Regions from separate parts of the Muntiacus reevesi genome. Here region 1 is linked to region 2. The links are chromatin contacts, called in public Hi-C maps. All regions are on one chromosome and are shown on one strand. The core of a region is the stretch at or near the end of the contact, and the rest is flanking DNA. Distances in the headings are between cores, read along the strand shown. Region 1 holds the start of CEP70 (centrosomal protein 70). Region 2 holds the start of PIK3CB (phosphatidylinositol-4,5-bisphosphate 3-kinase catalytic subunit beta).

What was found. A called contact is a pair of places that touch in the nucleus more often than the background predicts.
Region 1: a Hi-C map of muscle shows a contact between it and region 2, with 7 times the contacts expected there. The contact joins the promoter of CEP70 here to the promoter of PIK3CB in region 2. A contact is called at or near these places in 2 of 3 Hi-C or Micro-C datasets (blood and muscle).

The regions. Positions count from the first base shown.
Region 1 is chr8:10,696,067-10,702,716 of mMunRee1.1, reverse strand. CEP70 (centrosomal protein 70) reads right to left here and starts at 2,989. Exons shown (of 17, transcript XM_065942892.1): 1 at 2,893-2,989; 2 at 778-880.
Region 2 is chr8:10,465,236-10,471,994 of mMunRee1.1, reverse strand. It overlaps PIK3CB (phosphatidylinositol-4,5-bisphosphate 3-kinase catalytic subunit beta), which reads right to left and starts at 4,509. Exons shown (of 24, transcript XM_065942782.1): 1 at 4,304-4,509.

The DNA of each region.
Region 1 (6,650 bases), core at 1,740-4,239, 230 kb before region 2:
TAGGGGAAAAACCTACAGATTAAGAGATTTTTTTTTTTTTAATATAATGAGCAAGAGGTACACTATAATGCTGAAGAATACAGATTTAGGAAAAAACTTTGTTTTTTAACACAAGGAGGAAATTACTGTAAAAGTCAGAAGAATGTACTAATGGGAGTACAGAAGTAGTTGTAATTGGGATAGACCAGTCTTAGCATGGCTAGCATGGTTCTCTACCCTGACCTAGGTGGTATCATCTCTTAATTTGTTAAGGTATACATTCAGTATGTGTGTTCATTTCTGTTTGATTTCATAATAAAAGTTCACTATTTAATAAAAAAAAAAAAAAAAAAAAACTTCATTAAGTAACAATAAAGCCAAAAGTAAAGGAAATACTAACCAAAAGAAGGCTGGTAGAGCCAGAATAGCGTGCTTCTGCCACGCAACCAAGAAACCACTAATCTCTGTGCCTCAATTTCCTTATCATGAAATGAGGAAAATAAAAGTACTTAGCTCATAGGTTCTTGGGAAGATTAGAAAAGTTAAAATAGAAAGGACTAATTGAACAGTGCCTGGCACACAGCAGGATAGAGGCGGTGATTAGAACTGGTGACGAGCTATCTGTGTTATCTTAAATACTTAGCCTCTCTGGGCTTCAGTTTCCTTTATGGAGCTTCAAATACCTGATAGGATTATGAGGAGGTCAAAAGGAAATATATGTACAGTATTCCATAATTAGTAGATTCTTGCCATGGGCTCTCAATTCCCAGAGAGAGTTATCTACCACATCAGACATACCTCAGTCATACCACATTCCTCTTGCACTTTTCACCTTGTCATTCAAGTTGATCTCAATGAAATGATCACTCAGTGAGTCTCACGTCTGAAACTGGATCTTCATCTAGGTTTCAAAAAGATAAGAGATCCAAATCTTAAAATGCTCGTCTCCTAGTAAGAAAGGTCTTGTGTTATTCCCAGAGCAGTCATCTATGGTACTGGTGGTAACCACTAAACAGAAGCTGGAATCACAGAATTAACTGCTAACGGACGTTGATGGTCACCACCAAGTGCCTTCACTGGTGTCTTCCTTCCACTTACCTTTCCTCTTCCAGCTGTGCTAAAACATTTAGCTGGGTGTCCAACTCTATCACTGTCTAGCATCAATTCTGATTGTGGTTTCAAAGGCAGAATAATTCTTATTGTTAGAAGTACTCTCAGATAAAAACCACTGAATATGAAAAGCAAAGGCAGGGAGAACAACTATCACAATTTCACCTGTGACCAAGCCCTCCTTTTCAGGGGCCCATGCTGTGAAATTAATGTGCCAATGGTTTGCAGCAGTCTTCTCCCCACTACAAACTGTAACAAGACACAGGTCTGGAACTTTACGTCAGAAGAAGAGACCCAATGCTTCCCCAAAGCCAAAGCTTGCTTTAATCAGTGTCATATCACACCTAAAGTAAGACTGTAGAAATAGCAGTTGCAGGGAAGGAGTTCATTTATACATGGCACAAAAAGATACATGCAGAGAAGCAAAACAAAATTCTATCTCCTTGCACTGTCCATGTCTACCAAAAATCCTTTGGTAGCTTGCCCTTTATAAGTCTGAAGCCCCTATAACATGCACCATACATTAAAATGTATTTATTTTTCACTACTTTTGGGCAGGAAAGTGGAAATAATGCATAGGCGGTAGCTGTTCTTTCTCAAGTCAAGTCACATCAAAATCTGTAATTAGCTTTCTCAAAAGTACATATTTCACTTTACTGCAATAAATGGAACATGAAATGCTTTCAAAGTCTCTATTTAACGTTCCTAAGAAGAACTGAATTTACCGCAAATAAGTAATCTAAATTAGGGCTGGATCTCCTCTAGACCAAATCATTCTGCCCCAGGAGAGGTTACATAAACGGTCAGAACACACCTCTAAGCAAAAGCTGTGGCATTCGCTTGTCAGCCACCTCCTCCCCAAGGTGGGGTGGGCAAGGCTCAAGTCTATTTGGCAATAGCAAAAGTAAAAAACAAAACAAAAACCTCATACAGAGGATTGAAACCAACATAGATAATGCGTGCACAGTGTTTAACCTTATGGTTAGAAAATAAAGTGGTACAAAAAACACTTCTGTTTGGCCTGTGTGTTACAAGTCTCTCAGACTTGCAATTATTTCCAACTCATTGATCAGAATAAAAATCAAATTAGACTCTGTATAAAGAGCCCCGCACTCTGAAATGGGCCTAATAAAACGGAGAAAGAGATAATCATTTATCTACACCTTCACGTATCCCCCACCTTCTATTCCTAGTCTTCACTAGCCAAGCCACCTCCTCAGACACCTTGACACTGAAAAGTGGAGCGGGTCGGTTCTGGTGAACTGTTGGGGATGGAGTAAAAAGTGAAAATGAAGTCGCTCAGTCGTGTCCGACTCTTTGCGATCCGGTGGACCACCACCAGGCTACTTCGTCCATAAGAGTCTCCAGGCAAGAATAATGGAGTGGGTTGCCATTTCCTTCTCCAGGGGGGATGGAGTAACTACCTAGTTATCCAGAATCCAGGGCGCGCCGAAAATCACTCCAAGCTTCACACTCATTGCCTCATTTAATCTTCTCAATCACCATGTAAGGCAAAAACTATCAGCTGTGTTCCACAAATAAAGAAACAGAGGCGCTGAGTTGTTACAAAAGGGGAGTCAACGACCACAAAGGGCGGGAAGCCAGACTCGAACCAGGTTTATCAGGTTACCCGCCTCCCCTCGGCCTTTATACTGGCATTTTAATTGGCGCGAACCAGTCCCGAGGCGGCTCGTCTGACCGCTCTCAGGGCGCAGTTGAGGTCAGTTCCCGGGGTTCCTCAGGTAGGGGTTCCTCAGGCGGGGGCTCCGACCGACGCCTCGGTAAACCTAGAACGCCGCTCACCTTCCTCAGCCGCCGCCTACCTCCCGCAGCGCGCTCAACCCGGCCGGCTCAGCTGCCTCCGGCCCCGCCTCTGCGACCGTTACCCTACCGTGGAAGGTCGACCAATCGAGCAGGAGCTCATCGAGGAATCTGCCTCTGCCCGGGCTGGAACACCGCAGCGATTTTCTCTGACCGCCCGGAGAGGCTGGTTCTGCCTCGCGCCTTCTGGTTGGCTCCGCGACTGGGGGCGGGGCTCGCCCTCGGCGTAGACTCCAGTGTGCTGGGCTGGGGAAGGGCTCTGCGCCTGCGCACTTCCATCTCTCTCACTCGCTAGATTCCGGCTGAGCGCTGCAGTGCCTGGCACTTGGAGGGCGCAAATAAGTGTGTTCATGACATTTTATCCTCCCGTGAAGCATTTTCCAAGTCTCGACGAAGTGTCAGGCCAGACATCGAGCTCCAGAAATGCAAAAGTGGCTGACTGGAGATGTTCAAAGTGTAGTTAGGGGGATAGGTATGCACCCTACAATTAACGGTGCAGTATGGTGGGCTTGATTAGAGAAAGGTGTGCAGGGCACAGAGCGGAACGAAAGGGAGGGTTGCCTGGGTCGCTGAACTCTTCCTCCTCCTTGAGTGAGTCTCAACCCTGGCTGCCCACTAGAATCACCTGGGGAAATTTGAAACGGATGCTCAGACCCCTGGCCAAGTATATCAGAATCAGACCCATGGGCCAATAGTTTGCTAAAGCTCCCCCGGGTGATTCCAGTGTGCAGCCAAGCCAAGGTAGGGAACTATCGCTACAAACCTGCTGCTGCTGTTGCTGCTAAGTCGCTTCTGTCGTGTCCGACTCTGTGCGACCCCATAGAGGGCAGCCCACCAGGCTCCCCCGTCCCTGGGATTCTCCAGGCAGAAAACTGGAGGGTTGCCATTTCCTTCTCCATTGCATGAAAGTGCAAAGTGAAACTGAACTCGCTCAGTCGTGTCCGACTCTCAGCGACCCCATGGAGTGCAGCCTACCAGGCTCCTCTGTCCATGGGATTTTCCAGTACTGGAGTGGGGTGCTATTGCCTTCGCACTACAAACCTAGAGAGATGCATAAGAAGAATGGCGAGTTCCCCAACAAAACAGATAAGAAAGACATTGAAACCACGAAATGTATTCAAGGGCAGAGGAGGGTGGGGTGGGAGGGGGTGGTCTAAGGTTGTTGATGTCTTAGTGCAGAAGGAAGTCAGCCAGAGGAAAAGTGACAGACAAGAAGCGATTTATTGCAAGGAAGATGGGCAAGGGAGTATTGCTCAGAGAGCTTAACAGGGTTACAGTTTTATAATCAAAGGAAAAGTGGGGAGGGAGAGAATGACACCTTTTTCCTCATTCTTGAGTAGACATCAGGCTTCCGTCATCAGTTCCTCCTCCACATCAGGCTGGGAGTTATTTTGTCCCTACATGGTCTAACTGGTACTGTCCTGGCTCAATGGAAATGAGGGAAAAAAAGCAGTAATATATTCTAAAATATGGTGAATCATCTCAGCTTTCAGTATAATGCCATCTTTCACTTATACTTTTGTTTTTAGTGTGTGCAGAGGCGTAATCATAGTAGTAATACTAGTAATGTCCTAGTAATCATTAATTTACTGACCTCACTGGGCAGGATGCATATCTCATGCCACCATCGTTTTATTTTTTGGAACATGTCTCATGCTTCTGTTACCTGGCTTTGTTGCTAAGCAAATCTGCTTTCTTGAGTGGGCATTGACTCACAAGAGTCTCCCATACTTTTCCTTTACCTTCAATCCCCTAGTGGGATTAACTATTTAATCACATACTTTGGCCCTTTACTCTGTTCCTATGGGTATTTACAGAAAACTTCACGTGCAAATTAAACTAATAACTCCAACAAAACATGTTATTATAATGCCTAGTTCACAAGTGCTCAGTAAACCTTACTTTTTTTTCTGTAATGAAATCTGGGCTCCTTTGGTACAGCTCATATCTGCTCTCCCTAAAAATCTAGCTTCCAAAGCATTGGCCAATATAATAGGCTTCCTGAGGAAGCTGAGGGGTGTGTTGTGTCATTGGAGACTCAGAGGAAGAAGGCCTAAGCAGATGCACTAAGGAGCTGGGACTTTGTCCTGGAGGTGACGGGGAATCATAGATGAGTTTTCAAAAGAAGTATAAAGTGGAAAGGCTTTTGCTTGGGAATTTTCAAGCCTAACTTTCTTGCATCCTGATATAGAGGTAAAAACTAAAATGGAAAAAAAAATTCACTCCACAGGGTACAAATACTCCTTTTTTTCCATGAAAGGAAATTACATAAATCCTCTAATGATCACTTTAATAAATTCAGAATCTACAAATAGGGCCCCTGTCTACCTTTTTCAAAAACTCATGGCAGGTTAAGCAACCCAGAAATTCCCAAGGTAAAAACTCAGTTGCCATACACCTGAAGGGGAGGTCTGGCAGCCATTGTCATTGCACCTTGTAGCCACATGATGGCACTGTTGACAACCTGTACCTTCCAATTGCTCAAAGGATTGCAGGTCTGTAGCATAACAGGTCCCACAATAGCCAACAGGGATCTCCCATGGAGGGCAAAAGTCACGGTGTCTCTCTCACAAGGAGGTCTCAGAGTCACAGCTTTTAGGGTTCAACTTTCAGGCCCATACTCAGCCTTCTTCCAGGCAGCTGGAGCCACTGTGAGTTTGATCTCTGTATCTGTCTGCCCATGGAAACATGTCCTCACCTCAACACTGCCCCCTGCCCATTCCATACTCAGCTACTTACACTAGCAATGGTTGACAAATTTTCATCTTCAACACTTGGAACACAAAGAATCTCACTTCTTGACTTTTCCAGGGTAATCTGGGGACTTACCCACTTTTCTGAGTGTCGCTGCTTAATATAGGTAGGAAGCCAAATATTATTGGTCAATTAGGATTATTTGAGTTATAAATAGAACACTGAATGAAACTGTCTTCTTAAGCAATAAGAAAATTGTTATCTCATACAACTGTCATCCAGAGGCAACACAGACTTTGGACTAGGTTGACTCAGTGGTTCAACAAGCTATCAAGGGCAAGTTATTGGAAAGTAAAGGCTATCAAGTTTATCAAATTATCAAGGAAGAGTTTTCCCTCTGTTCTGCTGCAAACATAGTAAGTTTCAAATTAAAATGAAAGTGCTGGTCCAGATGTCTACCAGGAGCAATCAGGACCACATGCTTCCTTTTCCATCTGAAATCTTTACTTCTGATTTTTTTGAGCCAGTTAGGTCACTTAGGCACATACTCTGCCTCCAATCAGTAACTGCCTGGCAGACTTACAGATGATTTAAGCCCGAGTTCCGGAAGGGAGAGGAGTTAGCATAATTGGAATTAGCAGTGGGATGGGTGCTCCTTGAGTCACATGGGTTGTAAGGCGGAAGCATGGCTACGTGGGTAAAACTGGAGTCTTATAAGGATCGAGAGGAAAATGGACACTAGATGGAGGATCACCAGTATCCTTCACAATTTTCAAAGCACAAAAAGACTGATTATTTTCTAATTACTAACAATAACAACCCCTCTCTATTTGCTCCTGGATTTTGTATGTAGCAAGTAGAGGGAAGGAAGCTCTATAACATGTGCTCCAAAGGAATTCCTTCTTATGAGCCCGAAGGCCTTTCTAGCTCTTCTGTTTGCCAGCAAAGGAGAGGACTCTACACACAAGTTCAGTCTTTAGCTCGGTGTCCTGCTGCGCTGGTCTCAAGAGTCTTCCATGGGCCTCATCTACCCACGAGGATTCAAA
Region 2 (6,759 bases), core at 3,260-5,759:
TTTGATTTTTCCATACCCTTATTTCTTCACAAACCTGGTAGACAGTCTTAAGGGCTTCAGTCTCAGGCAGGGGAAAAATCCTAAATTATTAATATTTGCCTCTTTCTACAACATGACAATGCTTGCAAGTGAGCAGTTAACAGAAGACAAATGATAGAGATTTATCTCCAAGATATGCTAGGATACAACTGAATCAAATGGTTCAGAGGAAACATAAATGCATACAAGCAGGGTAGGGGGAGTCTCACATTCAAAAAATATAATGCAACTGAAACAAAAATGCCTGTTCTCTAAAAATTCCAACTGCTACCCTATACAATTTGGTATGCAACACTGGATTAAAGTACATTTTACAGAACCAGTTCCCTCCAGTCAAGACCAAAATTTAATGCTTCTAAAGAACAAAACAAGGCTGAAAAGCTTGCTTGGTTTCTTATTCACAAAAATACTAATGATCCAGTATACAATGGACAAAATCCACATTTGTTCTTGCTATCAATGGCTTAAGGTCTAAATGCTTAGTCTTTTCAGGATGTGCAGTACCTTAATGAAGACTGAGAGAGGAAGGATAACTAATAGAATAAGGATATCCAGAATAGAATTCTAGGCCCTGTGATTACTTCCTCATTTGCACAAACCTGGGACCAAAAAAAAAAAAATCATGTGTTCAAAACATGTTATATTTGGAATTATATGTATTTCATTCATACATTCATCCATTCAATAACAGTTAAATTTTCCAGATACTGTTTTGCTTACTGAGAAAACCTCAGGGAAGAAAAAGTTCCTTCCATCAGAGAGCATATAATATGTTGGAGAGAAAAGACCACAAACAAATGAGCAAGGAAATAAACAAGATTAGTTGATAACACAGGTGAAGAGTTTGGGTTTACTTTTTAGTGTAATAAGTCACTGGAGCAGGAAAGTAAGTAAAGTTCACCCTGACTGCTGTCTGCAAATGGACTATAGGAGAGCAAGGTCAGGGGCAAGGAGACCAGTTAGGAAGCCACTACCCAGGAAGAACTGGAGTGGTGGCAATAAAAACAAACACGGACTTCACTGGTGGCCCAGTGAATGACAGTCCGCCTGCCAACACGGAGGACACGTGTTAGACTTCTGGTCCGGGAGGATTCCACATGCCACGGAGCAGCTGGGTCTGAGCTACAACTACTGAGCCCGAACTCTGGAGTCTGTGTGCGGCAACTACTGAAGCCCATGTACCTAGAGCCCATGCTCCACAAGAGAAGCCACCGTAATAAGAAGGCTGAGCACCACAACAAAGACAAGCCCCCGCTCACCGCAACTAGAGCAAAGCCCAAACAAAGCAATGAAGATCCAGTGCAGCCAAAAATAAATTAATAAAATTAAATAGAGTTGGCTTCATTTTTTAAAAATAAATAAAAATAAAATAAATATATCTTGGGAAAAAAAAATATATATATATCTTGGAGGCTAAATCAACAGGGTTTGCTGAGGGACTGATTGTTCTGGGTGGTGGAGGAGCAGTAAGGCAAAGTGATGAATTAAGGATGACCACAATTCAATTAAAAAAATAAATTTTTAAAAAATTTAAGAAAAACAGGATGACCACCAGGGTGGTCCAGTGATTAAGAATCCGCCTTCCAATTCAGGAGATGCAGGTTTGATCCCTGGTCAGGGAACAAAGATTCCACATGTTTCAGGGCAACTAAATCAGCATGCCACAACTAGAGAGCTGCAACTAGAGAAGCCTTTGAGCCACAATGACGACTCAGGGCAGCCAAAATTTAAGAAAGAAAAGAAAGAATGACCACCAGATTTTTCACTTAAGTAGACGGAAGAGGAGACAGACAAGTGCTCTTATGAAATCCAGACTGCTGGAGAAGGAATAGATTGAAGAATGAAAATCAAGAGCTCCACTTTGAACATGTCAAATTTAATATAGACAAATGGAGTGTAGATATATAGGCAGGTAGAAGAAATTGAAGGTCAGGGCTGGAGATAAAAATCTGAAGAGTCCACAGCACAGTGGTAGTATTTAAACCACCAGACAGGATGAGATCACCCAGAGAGAATACAGGTGGAAAAAAAGAGAGAGATGGACTTGGATGCCCTGAGGCATTAGGATATTCAGAATTCAGTAAGAGAAGAAAAAGTCAACAGAAGAGATAAAGAGAAAGAAAACCATAAAAGTGTAGTACCCTGAAGATTTCTTTATATAATGATTCTCTAACGAACCACAACCCTCCCAACTCCTGGCCACAGAGACTCTCAAATTCTATAAACAAAACAACTGAGGCCCAAGAAAACAGGTGGCATCCCAAAGTCCCAGCTATTTGGGACCCAGAACCAGTCTTCCCTGGTGGCTCAGTTGTAAAGAATCTGCCTACCAATGTCTGCTAATGCAAGAGACGTCGGTTCAATCCCTGGGTTGGGAAGATACCCTGGAGAAAGAAATGACAACCTACTCTAGTATTTTTACCCAGAAAATCCCAGGGACAGAGGAGCCTGGCGGGCTACAGTCCAAGGGGTCATAAAGAGTCAACTTAGCAACTAAACAATAATCAGCCCTAAGAACCAAGATGTGACTTTCGACCCAGCCTTTTCTCAGTGACTAGTAGTGCTTTTACTGTTCGGTTCACCAGTGAAACAGGGAAGGTCTTAATTTAGGAAGAACAACAATTAGACTACAAGGAAGTACATAATTTAGATTACAAGGTTAATTTTAATTTTTTTCTATATATTATGTTTACAGTCACAAAGCAAGTTGGATCAAAAACCTTTCTGGATGAGTCTCTAAGAAAAGTAGGAAATACAGACAAGAAGTGCAAAATGGAAATAAAACCCAAATCAATTTTCTCCACCTCTAAAAAACTCTGTGAAGGCAGAAGACCCTCAATAGGATGGGAATCAGAGATTGTACAACAAAGTTTTCGGTTTCAGCCTTTTTGCTTTGGTGAATACAATTTCAGTTCTAAAGTTTAAGATTTTAACTTTGTTCCACACTTGCCTTCTGAAACTAAGTTAAGATCTTTATCCTGACCACCCTCTCCTATTCTACATTATCATGACTTAAGCAGTTCTGCTTTTACCATAAAAATCTTAACAGTGTAACCTAAAAATCCCCAAATGATTAATGAACTGCTGAGAATTCTGACTCGTTGGCAATGATTTTATTAGGACTCATATTTTCAAACATCCATTCAGTGCTCCAAAATAAGTACTCATCTAATTTAATTATGATGACTTCACCAGACAGTAACACTGCCCACAATGATGTTTACAAAACCACTTGTCACTCCCTTCGTGTATGTAGCAATGCAGAAAAAGGAGTCTGTTTCCATATTCTTCTGTTTATACTCTGTAACAAGTGACAGTTTAAGTGGCACTTAAGATTTTAAACAGCAAAGCACTTCAAGTTTAATGTGTCCCACCATCTTGCATCCGAAGAGAATAGTAAATTCGCTCAATTTTATTTCAGCAGCAATTCCCATTCAGTACCTGAGACAGGTATTCCAAGAAAGCCTTCGCAAAAAAAAAAAGAGACTCCACGATCTTGGCTACTATTAAGATAACAGGCTCCAATATTAAGCAACTTCAGTGGAGGTTACTGCAGCATCAAAACACTTCGAAAATAGGCGTGCACCCCAAAAGTACACCAGCAACCAGGTATCAGGAACAGTTAACAAGGTAAGATGCTTCAGCAGAGTTACTCCTGATAGCCACCCACTGATCCAGCACTTGCTGTTCGGTCACGCACATCATCCTGTGCTTGCTTCACAACAACCCAGGTGAAGTACGTGTAATTATTCCCACCAACAAATCCGGATACTCAGACCCAAGGCCCCAGGACTGGTCACCAGCGGCTCTGGGATCTGAAAACACGACCCTATCCCAACAGTCCATGATCCCCGCCCCTAAAATACACTGCGCAAAAAGGTATCTGAGAGTCGGCAGCTCGCGGGTGTCCGCAGAGACGCAGCGGGAGAGGACGCCGCCTCTCCGCAGACGCCCCTCAGCAAAGCGACTCAAATCGCCGGCAGCCTGGGGCGCCCGGCCCCGTCCCTGCCGCCCGGAGGCCGGGGAGCGCCGCTCACCTTGGAAAGCCCGGGAGGCCGCAGGCGAGCCAGGCGCCCCCACGGGCCGGCGGGCGGGTGTCCTCGGCGCCAGCAGGAAGCGTGGCGCGGGCATCCCATTCGCCGGCGCCGCAGGCTGTGGCGGGCAAGAGCGCGCCCGCCGCCCGCGCGGGAGTACCTCAGAGGCCCGCCGCGACCGCGCCGCGCCTCAGCCGTGCCGCATCCGGGTCCCGCGCCGCTGCACTCACCTGCTCAGCGCTCCGCCGCCGCCGCCGCCCGCTCTCAGCTCCCGGTGCGCGGTCAGCAGACCAGGCCGCCGCAACATTCCAGCTGCGGCGCCCCCATCCCAGTCTCTCTCAATCGCCGACCGCCTGACCGCTCGGCGCTACACCAGCCCGCCGCCCACTGCCATGGCAAGCTCCGCCGCCGCCGTACCGACCGACGGAGCACGCGCGCGCCGCCGCTGTGCCCGCGCGCGCGCGCGCTCGCCTCCCCGCCCCACCTCCCAGCTGCCCTCGCCCCGCCCCGCGCGCCGCTCCGGCCAATCCCCGATCTGCGGTCCGGGCCCTGCCGCGCCGGTCCCAGCTGGGAGGGGAGTTAGGCGGAACCCGCGCCTCTTTCTCCACCGCTGCCCGCCCTGCGGCGGTGGTGCTGTGTGGCAGTTCTTCTGTTTGCAGCTCTGGGAGGATTCGGGATCGGGAATTCCCAGCAAGCTACTTTCTGGAGAGACCCACACCTCCCTCGACCCTCGCAGCCGCCTCCGAGAGATTCCTCTGTTCCTACGTTTACTTGCCGGCTTTCTCTTCTCAATCGCTGTCCCCAGTTCTGCGACTTTGAACCGATTACTAGGTTCCTGGGTACGCACTTTGCTTTTCCTTCTCCGGCTCTGTCACTCCTGTTCTACGGGTGGGGCTGTTAGGTCGGCCTCCCAGGCGCTGACCCTTCAATCCCTGAATTGGCCATCAAAGCCAAAAAGTTCAGCCTTTCAAGCCCAAGATTCTTTTTCTGTGTGCTTATTTTTTGCGATAACAACCAGCGTTTATCTGCAGAGCCTTACAGTTTACCCAGCTCTGTTCGCATACCTTATCTCCTGTTATCTTTTGACCTCAACTGGGAAATTTCATGGTTCTCTTTCTTAGTGGCTCAGTTGAATTTCTTTTAATGAAAACCAAAATTTTAGCTTACAGTTAAGGCACTCTGTTGTAAAGTTGTGTAATAGCTCAGGTAAACAGTACAGTAGTTTGGGATGAAATCTCAAGTAAACGTAATATAAAGCAAAGGTGACATACAAGCCAGTGATAAAAGAATAGTTTATTTGATCAGTGATCCTGATTTAATTTCTTCATAAGTAGTCAAATCTAGAGCCTTGCCATATTCAAAAATTAGGTTCCAGAAGAGATAGACATAAAAATATACAGAACAAACAAAAGAAATTTTTTAAAGAATAGTAATATAACTATAGTGAGGGGAAACGTTAAGACGGGAAACCCAGACTTATTTCCGCCCCTCCAAAAAAAATACATAAATACTTTGCAAGTTTTGCATGACATCACACTAAGACAAGTTTTTTATAAAAGAAATAAATAGATGGAGTAGAACTGCACTAAACATGGCAAACACACTATATCTCTAACATAGGTGAGTCACTCTAAGTGGATAGGCTAACCCATTCCTGTGTTCTTGGGCTTATCTTGTGGCTCAACTGGTAAGGAATCCAACTGCAATGCTGGAGACCTGTTCGATCCCTTGTTTGGGAGGATCACTGGAGAAGGGAAAGGCTGAGTGACTTTGAATAAAAGAAAATTTGGCTTTTTAAAAGTCCACTTGAAGTGAAGTGAAGTGAAAGTTTCTCAGTGGTGTCTGACTCTTTGCAACCCCATGGACTATACAGCCCATGAAATTCTCTAGGCCAGAATACTGGACTGGGTAGCCTTTCTTGTCTGCAGGGGATCTTCCCAACCCAGGGATCAAACCAGGGTCTCCTGCATCTCAGGCAGATTCTTTACCAACTGAGCTATCAGGGAAGTCTTTTTATAATACAGGCAACAAGTATAAACAGGCAAGTAATGGATGAGAAGATCCAAATGATTCATTAAAAAGATGCTTATTGAAAAAAAAAAAATGCTTATTTCACTAGTATTCGTGGTAAAGCAAATTAAAACAGTAATCCATTTTTCACTCATTAGATTGGCCAACATTAACAAGACCAATCAATAATACTTGGAGAAACAAGCTCTGATGGGAGTGTAAATTGCCACAAACTTTCTAAGTGTAATCTATTGAAATTTAAATACATAATACTTATTCAAGGACCAAGAAATACATTAGCTCCACCCTATTGAAAAATTAAGGAAAATACTAGTTGCAAGGATGGATCCAAGGATGCTGTGGCAGGTTGAATGTTGACCCTCCAAAAAATGTGTCCACAGGAACCTGGAAACATAGCCTTTCTGGAGAAAGGATCTTTGCAGATGTAATTAAGGAGTGAAGGATCTTGAAATGAGATCATCCAAATTTGGAGTGGGTCCTAAATTCAATGACAGTCATCCTTTCAAGAGAAAGATTTGAGATAGAGACCCAGAGTTAAAGGGGATGTAAAGAATGAGGTAGAATTGGAGTAATGCACATAAAAGCTAAAGAATGCCAAGGATTGCAGGCATCTTCCAGAAGCTAGGAGAAGACCACAGAACAGATCCTCAGAGCT